2 separate regions of the Macaca mulatta genome follow, and region 1 is linked to region 2. Evidence: chromatin contacts called from public Hi-C data. All regions are on one chromosome and are shown on one strand. Each heading gives the region's core, a stretch centred on a gene start, on an enhancer-like site or on the middle of the called end of the contact. The rest is flanking DNA. Distances are from core to core; before and after follow the strand shown. Region 1 holds the start of MPZL2 (myelin protein zero like 2). Region 2 overlaps JAML (junction adhesion molecule like).

The links. A called contact is a pair of places that touch in the nucleus more often than the background predicts.
Region 1: a contact with region 2 is called in a Hi-C map of CD4 T cells, with 4 times the contacts expected there. The contact joins the promoter of MPZL2 here to the enhancer-like site in region 2. A contact is called at or near these places in 4 of 14 Hi-C or Micro-C datasets (CD4 T cells, blood, cortical neurons and 1 more).

The regions. Positions count from the first base shown.
Region 1 is chr14:118,938,941-118,942,194 of T2T-MMU8v2.0, reverse strand. MPZL2 (myelin protein zero like 2) reads left to right here and starts at 1,360. Exons shown (of 6, transcript XM_015115814.3): 1 at 1,360-3,254. All of the region lies in intron 1 of LOC106993497 (a long non-coding RNA gene), which reads right to left.
Region 2 is chr14:118,869,491-118,872,876 of T2T-MMU8v2.0, reverse strand. It overlaps JAML (junction adhesion molecule like), which reads left to right. Exons shown (of 10, transcript NM_001261678.1): 7 at 456-594; 8 at 2,625-2,718. Among named protein-coding and RNA genes, the nearest start is that of SCN2B, 23 kb to the right of the region's middle. Within about 2 kb of position 2,031, at least 6 of the 40 cell types and tissues checked have an H3K27ac peak or open chromatin away from gene starts, as enhancers often do. A contact at or near this core is called in CD4 T cells, where this site is marked.

The DNA of each region.
Region 1 (3,254 bases), core at 111-2,610, 70 kb before region 2:
TCAGCTGTAATGAGGTGGGGCAGGAGAGCGTTCCCTCCCATGATTTTTCTAAACTCATAGAGGCTCAGTCTCAGGCCCAGACCTGTTTTGGAATATCTCTAGGAAACTTGAGGCAAGAAGGAGGGCCACAGGGAACACAACGATTCTTTTGGGCTAAGAGCCCACCTCTCATCTATGACTCTTGACAGCCTAGCCTCCCTCTCTCATCTTTGAAAAGCTCTCTAAACCAGGGAAGTTTTGAAAAAGGATGCTGGAGATTGGAGTTGTTGATTGGGGAAGGCTGGGAGTCTGAGTCTTCGGAAAACAGACGTTAGGTCTACACTTTCATTCTGGCTCATAAGCCAGGAGCCCAAACAAAAGCCAGGAGAGTAAGTGGTGGTTGGTGTCCCAAGACATTCCTTCTCGTTTTTAATGGTTCTGGGAAATACCAAAGTAATTCTATTTCTAGAGATGCTCTTCTTGGGTCACATATTAGCCATCCCCAATGGTTATATTTGTCAGGATCAAGTCCACACTCCTTAGGATGGTGGATGAGGGCACTGTCCAGGTGGACCTAGCCTCTCACCTGGCCTACCACTCCTCCCTGTGCTCTAGGTTTGAGGAATTGCATGCTAGTCCCTGTGGGTACCACATTCCCACCCATTTGTTCCAATAGGAAGGCCTTTGTTTCTCCTCTTTCCAGAATTCCTATTCATCCTTTAAGGATTGAATTTGAAAATCAAGAATGTGGTAATTACTTGTTTACTTAACCTGCCTATCTTATATGATTCCCTCCCAGGTAGAAATATTCTATGTATGTCTGAATTTTTTCTACTAAAAACATATGAACAGAAACTTTTGAGTAAACGAATGCTTTATTTGATCACTCTAAGAGCTAAATTATTTGTTTTCCTTGCTTCACAGAATGCTAATTTCATCTTAGCTGAAAAAAAGATTTTCGCTTAAGATGTTGAGAAAGATAACTTTTACAAATATTGATACAGGCCCACTGTCCCTTCAGTCTCCTGCGCCCCCAGTGAGTCTCCTGCTGGCTAAGGTCTAGATGCTTACTAGAAATCATTTTCTGGGAAATGTGTAGAGGGATGGGACAGATGAGATTCTTTCAAAAACTGTTGGTGTGTCACAATTTTAAATGACAATCAGGATCTTTCTCTGGAAAAGTTTAGAAAGAAAATGGTGTCTCTGAAAACGTTTCTTTTTAATTTCCAGAACTCTTCCTTTCCTTCCATTTGCCTAGACACAAACATAACTTAGGCCTTATGTAGCTGCCTTCAGTTTTGGTCTAAGTCTGGCTGACTGACGTCCAGAAAACTGTGAGGGGCAAACATCCTTTTTCTTTAGCATTTTCTCTTCTTAACCTTCTACCCTTGGCCTCTTCCTTGCCCAGTGAGGTGAAATGGTTGACCGTGAAGCCAATCCTGCTAACTGGAAGCAACTGGGCGTTGCCAGGCACTAAGCCAGGAACTTGAACTCAGCAGAGAAGTGGGATCTGGATAACTCCTGCCCCTCAGAGCAAGGCTGGCAGCCCGCTCATGGGCATTTGGCTACCTGGGGGAGGGATTTCTGCTCCTGACAACAGGCAGTTTGTTCAGTTCTTCCTGCCCTGATTCTTCTCCTGTTGCTTTTCACTGCCTCCCTGAGCTGTTTGGTAACTCTACCTCTCACAAGTTTTTGCAGTTTGCTGTAGACTTCAAAATCCTGGCTCTACCTCTCCTTCCTCTGTAGCTGTATTTCCCTGCAAAGTTGGAAGCCAACCAAGATCAAGTTTCTGTAACTCTTTTTCTTTCAGGGTCCTGGAGCTGAACTCTTCTGACCTACATACCCAAAAGGCTGTATCTTATCCTTCCTCACCACCATTTGAAAGTTCCCACAGCAGACTGATTTTAGGTCCCTTTCTGACCTAGAAGCTGACAAAGGCGCCAAACAGTTTTCAGAAACTCTCCCCATGCTAACAGATTTTCACTAGCACACAGCTGGTCTGCATTTGCGGCAGCCTCTGTTTTCTGAGTTCCAACACAATGGATTTTTGTGGTTGTCTACCTGTTTTTGCTCCATGCCCATGACATCTTTCTCCTGTTGCTGTTTTCTGCACTTCTGTATTCTCCTCTCTTTTGGTAGAATTTTCTCCTTTCTTCCCTCTTTATGATGTTTTATTTTTTTCTACTCACCCTGCCGCATTCTCTTGTTCCTGCCACCCTTTTTTGCTCTGGTTTCAACTAGAAGATTTTATGAGTGACTGAAGAGTTTCTAGACTGCTAATCCAGGGATAAGGGCAATCTATCTCTTTTCAGGGTTAGATTCCCAGTCCAGCCTACTTCTTAACTGCATGTGTAAGCTTCATCCCCCTCCTACCCATGTTTCTGTGCCGCTTCATTAATCTGTAACGATGACCCACCCTCTTTCCAGACAAGGAGACATCTTTTCTTGTTTAGATTACTCAGCTCTTTAGACTTCTCAGTCATTTAGCTATTCTAAAAATGGCCGATGAAATCCGAGGCACAACAAAGTTATTAGGAAAACCTTTTCCTTGAGAGCCCCGTGTCTGATTGCTCATATTAGCTGATATTTGGTGGAAAGAGCACTAGATTTTTAAGAAGAGTTCTGGTTTTGTCACATGGTAGCTGTGCAACCTTGGACAAATCATTTACCTTCCTCGGGTTCTTAGCGTCCTCACTGGTCAAATGGGAATGCTTCATGGGGCTTTGCGGAGATGAAACAATCAGCAGGAGAGCACTTTGTAGATTGCACTGGGATGGTAGGGTGAACGAGCAGGGATGGTGTCCTGATTTGTCTTTAAATTCTTCAAAGGTAAAGGATTGTTAAACGTGGAGATTTGATTTGGTTTGTTTCTGCCAGGTCTCCTGGAAAGCTACAAACTAGAAGAAGTGCAGAAATCCTTGTGGTAACAAGGGTATCAGCTTTTTGTCCACAGAGAGTCTTAAGGAATTCCGACTCCCGTTTTGAAATTGTATCGAATCCAATCCCAGGGCAATGTGGCCCTGGGGTGGTGCTTCGAGAAGTGGAATCACTGCAGGACAGTTTCAACATTCACTTCCCAGGCAAGCCTAAAGCCTGTTTTAAAAGGGCGTGTAGGGGCCAAACCCATAACAGTCTGGGATATTTCAGACTGGCACCACCTCCTCTGGCTGTTTCCGAGGCCATCTAGAGGCCAGAGCCCAGTCAGATTAAATGAAAGTAAAGAGAGGGCTGCGGGAGTTTGGGACCTTTGTGCAGACGTGCTCATGCTCGTTAGA
Region 2 (3,386 bases), core at 782-3,281:
ATGCAGATGAGTAGAAGGTACCCTATGGGCAGAAGTACCTCCAGAGGCTTTCCTTGGTATCGTCGTTGTGGGGCTGAGTCTTGCGGCATGTGTTCTTTTGAAGACAACCACTTGCCCTGGGGAAGATCAGCAGCCTCTAAGATGCCTGTTATTTCTCGGTCACTTGTTAAGCCAAATTTTAGAACAGAACTGTTGACGTGAAAGGAAACTTTACTACAGGTGAAGTGCTAGCCTCTTCTCCCACCCACCTTAGTCTACATTTTAGGGCAAACAGGGGGGTTAGACTTTGGTTCTCAATCTCATGGAGACAGTGTCCCTAGTGTCCAGATATCGGGTAGAATCTGGCCTTCCCTCCGCTTCCTGGCCTGGCTGGTGCTACTTGGTACAGGGCTGTGGGACTCTCGGCTCTTTGCTAAAGTTATTGAGACCCTCTCTTTGCTTTTCTCCTTTCCCAGCACTGGTGACTCCGGCAGCCCTGAGGCCTCTGGTCCTGGGTGGTAATCAGCTGGTGATCATCGTGGGAACTGTCTGCGCCACAATCCTGCTGCTCCCTGTTCTGATATTGATCGTGAAGAGGACCTGTGGGAATAAGAGGTACAGGGCTGCCCCCGCCCCTTGGGTTGGGAGGCTGGGGGTACAAGGCTGCTTCTATCCAAAGTGGAAGAGGTGATAGGGTCCTACTATGCCATTCTCACAGAAGTGGGCATTTTAAAGTGAGCATTTTAAAGAATCAACTGTGGTAACCCTGCCCACTTTGCTCACTGTGCCTGGAAAATAATTTAACGTTCCTACACTCTCCTCATTCACTTTGGTATCACGTAAAGACTACAAACTCCCTTAGAAATGGGGGTCTCAGTAGGGCATAATTCAGAGCATAAATCTTACACAAGAACTATCATGGTACCATTCACTGCCTAAGAGATGATTTTAAAATTATCCACACTGTACGTTCCACATAGAAGCTAAGATCTTAAGGGTTGCCAGTGGTTTTATCTAAAAGATAAAAGACTCTGTCTAAAAAAAAAAAAAAAAAAAAAAAAAAGTGCTTTTCAAGGCCTGGATTTCATTAGTAGTTCTCCCAGGGTCTCAGAAGTCCCCAGATGCTCCAACAGGGACACTAGTGTTTCACTGGCTGTTGGCAGATCCACGCCCCTCAGTTTATCCAACTATCGATGAGGGGCGCAGATTGACTGTCTTGTTGAAATAGTGTCAGTGGGAAAGGGCCTCATGAATAATCCTGACTTTTGAGTGTTCTTTCCCAGTGGGTCTTTGATCGTGCAGAAAACACTTGGACCTGCTAGGTTTTCACTTCCCCTCCCTAGGGCTTCCTGATTTGGGTTTGAACTTGGCTGGCCTCTCTGAAGGTCTTTGCTCTGGGCATGCTCGGAGCACTGAGCTAGACAACCTGGGTTCCACTCTCAGCTTACTTCCCCTGTCTGAGCCTCAGTTTCCCCCCAAAGGAAAGGTAGCACTTCCATGTCTAGTCGTTTATTCTAAAGAAATAATTAGATGGATATGCTGAGATTTGTGCAAAACTGCAGTCATGCTTATAATCAAAAATAGGGATCATTACCAGTGTCTGTCAGAAAGGCAGTGATTCAGTGAACCAGTGTTTCACTCAATGAAACACTCCAGATCCCTCTGTGTGATGACATGGAAAGATATCCAAGGGGTAAAAATGCAGAATTTATGGGATGACCTCATTTTTATAAAAGAGAAAATAATATGATGCTCACTCCAGCAGTATATGTACTAACTACATTTTGTGTGAGCTTATGCTTACACTGAGAGAGGCTGGGAAGGATAGTTGTAAAATGTGGGTAACGGCGTGGAATTTGAGATGAAGGAGAAGGTGGATCCCATGGGGTGAGGGGTTGCAGGGAACTTCCACTTCCAACTGTTTACGTTTCTGTATTATCTGAATTATTTTACAATGAGAAGATACAACTTTAAAAGCAGAAAATACAATGAAAGTATTTCCACTGAGACCAGAACATATGGTTTCTTTTCTAGCTTAAACTTTGATTTTTTTTTTTTTTTTTTTAGTTCTGCCTTGGGCCAAAATAGAAAAAAAGAAAGTATATTCAGAAGGCAAATGGTCATGAGATCAAAGGCCAAGGGGCCCCGACCAGGCAGGCGCGGAGCTTCGGGCTTGGGGCTTGGGTGGGGTGTTCGTGGGGATTATTCCGCTCCGCCCCCTGGAGAGACCAGGAGCCCTTTGGTTTGGCGTCTTGCTGAGCTCCTGCTGCCCCCTGCTGGTTCCGCGGCACTCCCTGGTCCTCAGAAACGTAGAGACGATGGTCAAGGGGAATCCTATCTCCCCGCTCTTCATTCACTTAAAATTACCTCTCCCATAAGGACTGAAAGTGTCTTCAGTGATAATAGAGAAGTTGAAGCCGTTTTTCAGTCTAAATTATCTCCAGAACGGCTTCTTGTTCTTCATTAGAAGAGATGTGCTTCTCAGGTTTCCAGGTGAGCCGGGTAGCCCTGGCTGTAGGAGTCCAGAGAGAATAGTGTCTTCTCTGGGGTCTCTCTCTTCACAAAGCCAAGAGGGGGTCTCATGTAGGGACCCTTGAATAAACCATGCCAGCTGGTTAATTCCACATGCTCTTTATGTCTTGCAGTTTAGTGAATTCTACAGCCTTGGTGAAGAACACGAAGAAGACTAATCCAGGGATAAAAGAAGAACCCTGCTATTTTGAAAGCTGTGAAGGGGAGGTGAACACACGCTTCAGCCTAAAACACTAAGCAGATGCAGGCCTGGGCCGTTCTCATTCCCCGGGAACCATGTCTTACCCATTGTATGTTGCAGCTTGCAGGCCAGTGCTTGGCACAGAGCAGGGACTCAGGAAGCCTTTGTTACTAGAATAAGCGCCTCTGAGGAGTACAGTGCATGGGGCTGGCTCAACCAGCCCCAGGCAGCAGTTTCTGGTATTGGGCTGAGGAAAGAGCACTGCGCTTGGAGTCAGAAAGCTCTGCCACCTCCCCTAGTCTCACCAGCAAAATGAGGATAAGGATAAAGATATTATAGTTACCTGGCCTGCTTGACAGGGTTGTTGTAAGGTTCACATAAGATGATGATATGCAAATGCTTTGTAATCTAGGAGGTGCTGTTTGTCTAAAGTCTAATGGGGAATTATAATATATTCAGGAGTTAAGGAGTTCTAATGCTTAAAATGAAATAGTCTAAGACCTTAGCAAGAAAGGATTAAGAAGGACTTTTCTCTCCTTATTGATTAGTAATGGAGTTATAAATAATTGCTTCTAGAGACTGAGAAATGGATTGGTTTTCTTTAACTCCTATTCTTTCTTTTCTTTCTTTAATTTTAAAAACGCTCTTTGAATAGTTACCTTTCTCTGTTTTGGGCTGTTTTTGTCCCAAGAGT